3 separate regions of the Mus musculus genome follow, and all the other regions are linked to region 1. A link is a contact called in public HiChIP or PLAC-seq data. All regions are on one chromosome and are shown on one strand. The core of a region is the stretch at or near the end of the contact, and the rest is flanking DNA. Distances in the headings are between cores, read along the strand shown. Region 1 overlaps Plppr1 (phospholipid phosphatase related 1). Region 2 overlaps Plppr1 (phospholipid phosphatase related 1). Region 3 holds the start of Plppr1 (phospholipid phosphatase related 1).

The links. HiChIP or PLAC-seq counts read pairs in DNA pulled down with a chosen protein or histone mark.
Region 2: an H3K4me3 HiChIP or PLAC-seq map of pro-B cells shows a contact between it and region 1, with 4 times the contacts expected there. The contact joins two enhancer-like sites. A contact is called at or near these places in 4 of 39 promoter capture datasets (the C10 cell line, liver and pre-B cells), 2 of 15 datasets of contacts at CTCF or cohesin (large pre-B cells and pro-B cells), 3 of 484 Hi-C or Micro-C datasets (B cells, pre-B cells and pro-B cells) and 5 of 115 datasets of contacts at active chromatin or transcription factors (the 230-238 cell line, embryonic stem cells, large pre-B cells and 1 more).
Region 3: a contact with region 1 is called in an H3K4me3 HiChIP or PLAC-seq map of neural tube, with 5 times the contacts expected there. The contact joins the promoter of Plppr1 here to the enhancer-like site in region 1. A contact is called at or near these places in 2 of 39 promoter capture datasets (both in liver), 1 of 484 Hi-C or Micro-C datasets (cerebellar granule neurons) and 4 of 115 datasets of contacts at active chromatin or transcription factors (embryonic forebrain, forebrain, neural progenitor cells and 1 more).

The regions. Positions count from the first base shown.
Region 1 is chr4:49,283,570-49,287,089 of GRCm38.p6, forward strand. The region is part of intron 3 of Plppr1 (phospholipid phosphatase related 1); the gene reads left to right. Among named protein-coding and RNA genes, the nearest start is that of Gm22685, 4.0 kb to the right of the region's middle. Within about 2 kb of position 1,897, at least 36 of the 459 cell types and tissues checked have an H3K27ac peak or open chromatin away from gene starts, as enhancers often do. A contact at or near this core is called in neural tube and pro-B cells, where this site is marked.
Region 2 is chr4:49,152,609-49,156,063 of GRCm38.p6, forward strand. The region is part of intron 1 of Plppr1 (phospholipid phosphatase related 1); the gene reads left to right. Among named protein-coding and RNA genes, the nearest start is that of Gm32657, 91 kb to the right of the region's middle. Within about 2 kb of position 1,428, at least 7 of the 459 cell types and tissues checked have an H3K27ac peak or open chromatin away from gene starts, as enhancers often do. A contact at or near this core is called in pro-B cells, where this site is marked.
Region 3 is chr4:49,057,727-49,061,301 of GRCm38.p6, forward strand. Plppr1 (phospholipid phosphatase related 1) reads left to right here and starts at 1,736. Exons shown (of 8, transcript NM_178756.4): 1 at 1,736-1,891.

The DNA.
Region 1 (3,520 bases), core at 647-3,146:
GCAAACCTTAGGTCTAGAGAGCAGCGCATCTGGCTCTCCTCACTGATCTCTCCTAGACAAGACAAGACAAGGTTGCCATTGGATTTAAAAATGACTTCCTAAAGTTCCTAGCATACCTTTAGTGCCAGGGAGTACAGAACCTGGTAGAAACTACCCTTCACCAACTTTGGCATCGCAGGACGAATGTCCTCATCTGAGAATTATGACATTCCATTGAGAATCCCTGTACGAACTCTTCTAGAGGGAACCGGACATAACTTCTATATCTCCCTTCCTTGCTTATCAGCCCTAGAAAGAGGAGAAAGCATAGATAGAAGGCATGTGCCTCAAAAGTCAGAAGACCTCAGATAAAACAAGGAAGAAAGTAAAACTCTGTCTAGAGTGGACTGGCTCTGACATGAAGCAGTGGTTTAGTCTGGAACTGGGTTGTGCTCCCTTCTGTTTTCTATGTATATCATTTTCATATGTGTTCAGACATGAATTGCTGATTGACCCATTGAGTTACTAATGTATTTTCTTCTTTTCTTCCTAGTTTCAGGGAATATTATCATTCTCTTTATCTTCCTATAAATGTATTGAGATTTTGCCCATTTAAAACAAAAAGATATCTAAGGTCAATGAATCATTAACAAATGTGAGCAAAAAATAGCATCAGAAAACAATATAATTATTAAATATAATAAAAAATTCGTCAAAGTGTTAAGTGCACATAAAAGTGGAAAAGGAAAATATGGGAAACTATTTGGAGGGAGGACCGATTTGGGCCAGGGTAAGGAGAGCAAGGGTGGATCAATGTGACCAAAGAATGATGACAAATGTATGAAAATTTTATAATGAAAAACATTGTTTTGTATACCTAAAAGGAAAGAAAGCATTTTATAATTGATGTATACTCTGCAGGTGTTGTCTGCATGAGTGACATAGCAACCCAGTGAGCTGGAACAGGGCTACGCCAACGAACACAGGATACTGAGTTTACAGGTCCATTCACCTTTCAGTTGAGGACACTGAGGCACAGTTTGGCTAAACGTTGTCCTCAAGGTTCCATTTTTCTATAAACAGATGGACAGCGATCTTCTCACTGGGTCCTGTTTTTGTTTTCCCTCTCATGTTAGGGGCATTGCTGAGAACCAGGGCTGAGCACAGCTGATGGGTTCATAGCAGAGAGCCGTCTAATCCTCAGTCTAGTCGTCTAGTCACCAGTGATCTTCCCTCGGGATCTCAAAATTAGTGAGCAGCCGCAAGCCAGGGCTCCTCTGAAAGGGAAAGGAGCTGCGTTCACTTCCGGTGTCAGTGAGACACGACTTGCTCAACGGCAGCCAGAATGGCGTGTCAGGGCCTCCGAGTGCTGGAGTACACTTCAGCACAGACTCAGAGGCCCCCAGCTTCACTGCCTTCAGTGAGCAGTCATCTCCCACAAACTGGGGGGGGGGGGGGGGGGGGACGGGGGACGGGGACACGGGACGGGGAGGCAATAGCTGGTGTTTCTAGTTGCTTAGCTTCTTGCAGGTTCTCATCCCTACACTTCAACGGGGATCAGGTTCAGTGATTTCCAGGACCCCTCTAGTTCTCAGATGTCATGAGAACACAAAAAGGAAGATTTTGATGAGAGTCTCCACATTAGGTTCTCAGCAAGTCAGAGCTTCCTTTCTGGATCCACTTCTGTGTTTCTGGGCTTTGCATGTGTCACAGAATTAAAGCTCTTACTTGTTTCTCCTTCAAAGACTCCTCTGTGCTCCCTGGAGTATAATGAGAGCAGGACCCTCTTTGAGTGGTCTGTATGGTAACTAGCAGTGATTTAAAAAAAAAAAATTTACCTCTAGCTGGATTGTCCTTGGCTTTCTGTGCATCTGCAAATAACGACAGTGGCTGAACTGAACGTCACACTCCTATGACTCCACATATGGCCATTAACAGCCCCATTCACAGCTGCATATACTCAGGGGAGGGATGAGGGTAAAGACTGTACCATTTGACCTGTCAGCTTCCTGGTTTCCCTTTTAGGCTTTCCTGTCAAAACATATCAACCTCATATTGAGGCAAGGCCACTTGGGATCGCGTGCACGGGGCCAGTGCCACCGTTTTATCAGGTCTTTAGGAAATGTTAAAGCTTAGAGAATTTATTGTGTCCAGAACTGTTTATCCCACAGTGGTAACCCATACTTCAAAGAAACCTGCAGGGTGTGCTCTGACTACCTGGACAGCTTGGCTAAATAAGTACTGCCTTGGGCCTTCTGAATAAACTCAGCCTCTCAGGCAAAGGAAGGGAGCCAGAGAGCCTGCTTGAATAAGAGGATTTACTGGGCAGAGAATCTGATCTACCCTTATTTTATCTCAGTCCCAGTGGCACAAGGCATGAGAAGATAGCTATTAAACCTTTCTCTTGGCCTTACAATGAAGTGACTGGGGAGTATTTAGCATTGAAGAAGCAGAACATTTGACTCCCTGCCCAAGAGAATTGAAATCGCTCACAGCTTACACTCCAGTGCTTACACACACGCGCGCGCGCGCGCACACGCACACACACACACACACACACACACACACACACAGAGGCTACTCAGCAACAATTGCAATTTCCTCAGGAAGGAAAAGCTAAACACAATTTGATACAAAGCCACAGTTTAGCTGAACTTGCAAATCTTCATGTGTACATTTGTGCAAGCTCTTTGAATCAAATGCAAGACTAGCTGCAGATCAGAGTAGACTGTCACTGCCGCGGACCATTGGCTGGCTGATGAAGGCCACAGCTGCTGAAGTAAAGGAGACATTGTTACATTGTTGGCTGTGTGCTCCTTCAGAATTTGCCTCTTCCGGGCTCTGAACAGTCTCCTGTGTTAAGATTCTTTGACATTTTTAAGTCACATCCATTTCCACTGTACTGCACGTGACTTCTTAAATAAAAAAAATTCTCTTACCACTGTTGCTACTATACTCGGTCTTTACAACTTACACTCTCTTCTGGAGCAGACAGACAGACAACCCAATTAAGTTTTTTTGAATTGAAAAAAAAAAAAACTTTAAAAAAATTCCACATTTTCTGTCCATATTAGAGGTTAGTGATCCTGATTTCCTTTAGTGATGTTTGTTCGTTAGTTTGGTTATTTGTTCATTTGCTTGTTCATTGCATGATTTTGAGCTACTCCTAGTGTAAAGGTATGCCATCCAATGACTGCTGACTGGTGACATGTTAGAAAGATTGACCATTTGATTGTTTTAGGATTTTTTTGTTTCTGTCTTGTTTTTGTCACAAATGTTTGCCTAGAAATTTGGACTTGTTAAATTACCTGGACATTACAGTGAGCTTTAGTTTTTTATTGACAGCAGGATTTTAGTGAAACTATTTCAAGATTCCATTTTTCTTGTCCAACAAAACAAATGGTGTCAGTGAACTTCGTGGTTTTTGGAATATATGGTTTGGCTTTTCTACAACACCATGCAGAGTCTCAACAGCTCTCTGAGCAGGTAGACGTAGCTCTTGGACCAGGTCAGAAGTCAATTGCTAGTATTTTATCAGAGG
Region 2 (3,455 bases), core at 178-2,677, 130 kb before region 1:
TTTGGGGGGCTCATTGGTCAGCTAATCTAGCCAAATCTGTGAGTTTTAGATTCAGGGAGAGGTCTTGCCTCAGATATTAAGGTAGAGTGTGATCAAGGAGGAGACCTGACATTGACACTCTATTTTGCAAGCTCATGCGTGCACTTGTGGACACATATATGCATATACTATATACACACAAAGTCATGGATCAAGCTATAGTTTCTGCTAAAGGAGTTCTATTTGAACTCCTATAGAAGTTGGGAACCCATTAAATTCTTGCCTGCCTGCCTGCCTGCCTGCCTGCCTGTCTTCTTCCTGCCTTCCTGCCTTCCTGCCTTCTTCCTGCCTTCTTCCTGCCTTCCTGCCTTCCTGCCTTCTTCCTGCCTTCTTCCTGCCTTCCTGCCTTCCTGCCTTCTTCCTGCCTTCCTGCCTTCCTGCCTTCCTGCCTTCCTGCCTGCCTGCCTGCCTTTTTAAACATACAAGTGGCATGTCAGATAAATGGTTCTTCCTTCTTCTCCTTAGCCCCAGAGACATAAACAACTGTCTTTTGCTCTTATGTCCTCACAGCTTGGCTCCTAACTAATTTCCTTCAAGAGCTCTTTCCTTGTCTGCCTATGAAAGACATTGATAGCAAGTCTTATGTTTTAAACTTTTATGCCTCCAAAACAAGGGTAGCACACATGAAGTGTACATTTGCATGAGATGTTTATTTCTGGAATAAACATCCATGTTGCGTTTGGACTCAGAGAATAAGTTATTTTTCTTCTGGACTAGAGTTGGGTGCCTGGGCATGGGTCAGACAGAGTGGGGCATGGAACACTGGGGAGTTTTCTTTGAAATAATTTTTAATTAAAACATCATTAATTAAACAGCATTGTTTTACCTCTTCCAAGTTTCTCCTTCCAACTCTTCCTTTTTATTCCCTTTTGTGTTCCCTCCCTCCATGCTTCCCTCCCTCCCTCTCTCCCTTTCCCTCTCTCTTTCTCTCCCTCTGGTCTCCCCCCTCTGTCTCTCTCTTTCTCTCCTGTGTATGTGTGTGTGTTTTCCTAAAAGCATTACAACCTGTCTCATCCCTATAATGGTACTTGTATGTATATGATTTCAGGGCTGACCACTGCAGTTTTTTTTTTTTTTGTTTTTGTTTTTGTTTTTGTTTTTTTTTTTTTTTTTTTGAGAGCTCCTGTTCTTTTTCATACCTCTACAATCATGCCATGTCTGGAACCATAGCAAACCCTTCTGTGCAGGATGATTTTGAGTAGAGTTTTCCGAGTGGAACTTTACCTATGTTATCATGTCCTCATGTTCCAGTAGAGTAAGCTTCTGTTTGGGGCAGAGTGGAAGTTCACCTAGCCTTCTGAGAGATGACTGGAGTAATCTACTTTATACCGCACTGGCCCAGAGCTGACTAGCAAACTTTGCCCATCGTGTGTGGCCTGTGGAGGGCAGCAGAGGGCTTCAGAGTGTTCCAGCTTTCCCCCTGGAGGCCATTAACTGCCTGGAGATATCTGTCTCTTTCTATGAGTGTGCTGTGCTACAGAATAGAGAGATGCCCGTGGGCCAGTAACCCCTATGGAGAGAGGTTAGGCTGTGGAGAGACTGAGGAGCTCTCACCCTGAAGATCCCAAAGTGGGTTAGCAAACGCCATTGGGAAACTAGATACCGACTGAGCTTGGTCTTGGACAGGAAGGGCCACCTAGCTCGTTACAACCATTTTGCCTTCTGCAGACCACTGGAGGCCTTCATGAGCTGGATCAAATGCCTTGAACAGGAACTAGAGAATGTCCGTTAGTCCCTAGGATCTTTCTCTTGTTTAAAGAACTCAGTTGCACTGGGCTTCATAATAATACCCTGTCATCAACTCCCTTCCGCCATCCAAATCACCCATTCCCATCCTATATCTGTTCAGTAGCATTGAAGGCTGGTCCTGCGTTTAGGAGAGCATTTGTGCTGCCATCAGCTACTCGGGCAGATTCTCTGGAGGGCTTGTGACCTCTGTTCACCAATATGGCTTGCCCACATGAAGTGGTTTTTTTTTTCCTCCCGTTTAGCACATTTAGCCTGTGCCTTACTGAATTTTTCATTTATTGGCTAAGAAAAAAAAACTCTGAGTTTTTTCCAGTAGCTGAGACTCACATCTTCACACCTAAGGTGATTTTTCCAGCCACTTCTTACTATGTCTTCCCAAGAGAAAAATATCTATACATATACAGTAGTAAAACTCAGCATCTGTCGAGTGAGAAGAATGCACAACCTCTCATAGTTTCCCTTTCATTTCTTCACCTCTCTTGATACTTTCACTTACGCTGTGACCATTGAGAGACCCAATTAGTGAGTGGCTGTGTTGATCTTGCTGATGAAAATTGCTCATATTAGGGTTTATAACTTTTAAAAGCAGAAATAGCATTCAAAGGCTCATATTTGTTGTTTCTTGTTTTCAAGGTCATTCACCAATGATACCAATGGCATTATGTCTTATTGTCTATATTTTATTATTTCTCAAGGAACTATCATAAATATTATTATTATCAGCCAAGCACTCTAACACTGAGCCACATCACTAAACTTAGACATATCTTTTTTTGTGTAGAGTCTCATTGATGGGCATGGAATCTTTCTAAATGGCGTCCTCACCCTTCATCCTGTAGTCACTTAGCAACAGACCTTGATGAATGAATGGAAGGACAAGTGCCTGTTATGTAATATAAGTGCTATGTCCCATTTAACTCAACACCTTTCCATTTAGTTACCTGGATGAACAATATTGTAGCATATTCTTTCCTCCATCCAAAGATGGAAGTATGGTTTACCCTCGGCATTTATAGTCAGTTCAGACTCTTCCCTCTTGCCTTTAGAATCTCTTTACCCTAGAGAAGAGATATCTGGCATTTTTGTTTGTCAACATGACACAGGCTAGATTCACTGAGGAGAGGGAACATCAATTGGGAAAATGCCTTCAGAAGATTAGCCTGTAGACAAGCCTGTGATGTATGTTGTTAATTAGCAGGTGATATATAAGGGTCCAGCCCATTGTAGGCGGGTCCACCTCTGGACAATCCATCCTGGGTGTTATAAGAGAGCAGGCTGAGACAACCATGAAGCACAAGCCAGAAAACAGCCTTTCTCCGTGGCCTCCACTTCAGTTCTTGCTGTTGTGTTCTTGCACAAATTGTATCCTCAGTTCTCTCAGCGATGAAATACGACCAGAGAACTTTAAGTTAAAATAAACCCTTTCATCAGCAAGTTGCTTTTGGCCACAGTGTTTTATCATAGCAATAGAAACCCCAACTAAGTAAGGCAAGTTATATGGCCAATCCTGTGAGGCTCTGCCTACTGTAACATAGTTCAGGTAAATGACTCTTTCATCCTGCACCTTCTGTTATCAAGTATATTGGTATTTTTGGCGACTTAGTAGACTAAGTTATAACTCATCAGTGGGTCTAGCTGGCACAGAGAGGCCAATTTCAAGCCCAATT
Region 3 (3,575 bases), core at 486-2,985, 230 kb before region 1:
AGATCTCTCTTAGATATTTCTAAATACTGTAATAGCAAAACATTAAAAAAATAAAAACAGTCATGGTTAGGAGCCCCAAATATATGTCAGAGGTTTCATTGGAGACCCTGATCTTCCTCCTGGGTGGATGGAAATCCAACGTTACTGTTCTTTAAGCAAAGGACTCAGCTTTATTCTCAATGAGGGGGAAGGTATTGCCACCTGCCACACTTCCTGGGCAGCACTCTTTCTAAGAACCTCCTATCCTGGTGTTCTTAGTTCCCCCCCCCCGCCCCTTCCTGAACTTTGCTTTTGTTTGTGGTATTTAGACATGCTGTTTTCTCTCCTCTGTGTGTGTCCTAGGATTTGATCTAATTGTCTGCTGTTCAAGTGTCACTCAGCATTATTATTGAGAAGACAAATGGGACACAGGTCAGAGTTCATCAAGAAGGCATCTGCTTGCTAGAAGTGCACAGTGGAAGCCCTCCGAAGTGATCTTTAAGGAAAGCTTGGAAAACATTTGCCAGAGAGGGCCATCTTCTGTGCTTCTTCCTTGGAGGGATAAAAAAAAAAAACAAGTGAGTGCAAGGGAGTTCCAGAAAGTCCCCTGTTTGGGATGTCTTTTTCTAAAGTAGGGAAGCAAATGGGGTTATGTGTGCTGCTGCTGTTTGATTAAACTGTGAGAAGAAAATGGACGCTTGTTGGTGCACAAACATCGCTGAGAAAGTTTCCACTCCACTTGCTGAGTCTCTCACCTGCCAATGTCCAGTGGCTTCAGGTTACTGTGCCTTTACAGGCTCAAGTTCTCTTACTGGACTTTCTTAAGCTAACAGTTGTTCTTCCACTTAGCAGAGGGGCCAGAAGCCTCAACCTATGAGAGCCCACAATTGCTTTGGCACTGGAGACAAGCGGGGCAATGGCTGCATTGTTCTTTTTGCCCTCTTGAGTAGGCAACTGTCTTCTCCATCGGATCTTGACACGGAACAAGGCTGAATCCAGGGTCCTTGGAGAGTCACCTTCCTTCCGCTACCCTTTATGTGCCTTTCTGCCCTGAAGCCGTTAAAGCTGTTTGGACTGGACGACTCTGGACTGCCTGCCCTTACTCCTTGCTAAACACAGACTGGAAGTTGGGGGAAGAAGGAAACCCAAGTCAGAAAGCTCATTTTAGTCCAGGTGCCACCTGCAGCCCGGGTTTCCTTGTGGACTTCTCTGCATATATCATGCTTTGGCCTCAGAGATTGCTTGAGAAAGCACTAAAAATATCCAAGGCAAGAAAAACGCAGCGCTACCAAAGACTGGCAAGCAGAAGCGGCTCCTAGGTGGGTGGGGATCCTGCCACTGGCTTCCAGAGCGCGGGAGCCCTGGCGTCTCTGCTCAGGGAGCACCTAGGTAGCGGGATTCCCGGGCTGCCTTCCAGGAACCCCGCAGAGTCTCCGGTACTCCCTGGGGCACAACCCTGCAAGCTTCATGCTTCAGCTCTTGAGAGAGAGCAAGCTCGGTGCCCCTCTCTGAGCATGCGCGGTCCTCTCCCCGCCTCTACGCCCCCCCACGCCCCCTCCCCGCCGGCCTTTTGCTCCTTCCCTTTCATTAAACAAACGGGAGGTCCCAAAACCTGGACCCAACGACAAGAGGAGGCAGCAGAGGAGGCTTAGCAAGGGATGGTCGCCGAGGGGAATCTGTGATCCCGCGCACTCCCGCCCCCACCCCGCCCACGAGCGCACACACACACACACACCGCACAAACACACACACTCGCATACGCCCGTGCCGCGCGCTCGCCCGCTCGCTCTCCCACGCAAGCGGAATGCAGCAGCGCCTGAGGAGCTCGTCTGCAGCCGCTGCCTGAATGCACCTCGCCGCCTGCAGTCCGTCCGCCCAATAGGGCGCAAGGAAGGAAGCTTGGCCGCCAAAGGTGAGTGTGGTGCCCGGGGCACAGCTGAGGCTGGACATACTGGGGCGAAGGGGGCAGGTTTCCGACTGGACGAAGCGACTCAGGTGGCCCACGCCTGGCTTGCCGGTTGCAAGGTGCAGATGAAGGTAATGCCCTGGTTGTTCCGAGGAGGAGAGCGCGATCCCATCCCAGCGAGGATCTCGGCTCCTGCGAGGTGCCAGATGGACCCAGAAGAAAGCTACCCCGTCCAGGCTCGTAAACTTTCCTCTCCTGTCATTTGGAAAACGTGGAGACAAAGGGGGCGTGGAGGCGCTCTCTCGGTCCGGTTCCGCCCTTCAGACTGCATTGGGTCGAGATACCCAGCAGGGTTGCAGGGGTGGGCGTGGGGATCCGGAGACCTTTCCAGTAGCTGTTGTCAAACCCACCGCCCCAGCAGGGGTTGAGATTTCTCAGCCCCTAGCTGTAAGCGTTGCCATTGATTTTGCCTCAGGCGTGGGCACCTGCCAGAGATTCTCTTTCCTGAGCTCCAGGCGCATAGTAACAGTGTCACCTGGAGAATTAGGATGGCCAAGGGCTTTCTTGTCGACTTCGACGGTGACCGAGTTTCTAGGGTGAGGCTCGGGTCAGTGCAGGATGAGTGATGAGTTATTGAAAGGCTTGGAGTAATCACCTCCTAGAAACGCCGGGCCCCAGGGTCTCTGCTCCCGGGAGAAGGCGCTGTCTTCACAAACACCACTGCAGCAGATCTGGGAGCTGGGCTGAGACAGCTGTGTGGCAGCGGTGTCAAGCGAATCTGGGAATTTATTTTTGCCCTGGATTTTGTGGCACACACGTGTGGACTACGTGTAGGATTCTGGGCTGTTATTTGTCTTTGTGGGGATACAGGTTTTTTTTTTTGCTTTCAACCTATTCTGTGGAGATTCTTTGCCACCTGCCACCTAGTTATCTAGTTATTTCCCTACCTATTTCTCTTCTGCACCAGGGAAAAGGTCCTGAGAACAGAATTTCCATTTGAAAAGCCAGTCCCCGCTGAGATGAACTCTGAGCAAGGGTCTCTTGCGACTGGGGGAAGCCTGGAATCTAAGGGCCCTTTGAGGTAGCCAACACTGGGTCAGCAGGTGAGGCCAGACAAAGAGGAATAGAAGAGGGGCAAACGAGAGGCATTTAAAGAGGTGTGAACAGACAGCCAATTAAGGCAGGATGAGGGCCAGTGGCAGGCACTGTAAGGCGTTCACTGATTCCATTCTCCTTTCTGGGGCTGTGGTTGGCAGTCCCTGTTCATGGAGTGGGATCTACTTTGGAGGTGCCCAGGTTGTTGCATCTGGACCACAAAAGACTTGGTCTTCCCAAACTTGCCTTTACTATACAAACAAGTTTGGGTTTTTAGGTATAGAAAGTAAATGTGTTCACGTTTCTCCATCCTGCCGTGTTTGTGACTGGAAGGTTGGGTGGATGCACGTGGGTACAGTTTTTGTCTCTTCTATAAGCTAGAGTCTGGTGTTGAAGCGAAGCTGGTGCTGGCAGAAGAAATGCTGGAGGCCGGGATCCAGTATTAGTGACTGGACCATATAGCCATGGGGCCTTCTCTCAGACCTTCAGGTGGCAATGATTTTGCTTTGATAACTTTAGGACTGAAATGTGAGACACTGTGACATATATGAGCTTCACTAACAAAGTTCACATGAGAGACCTTGTTTTGCCGGGT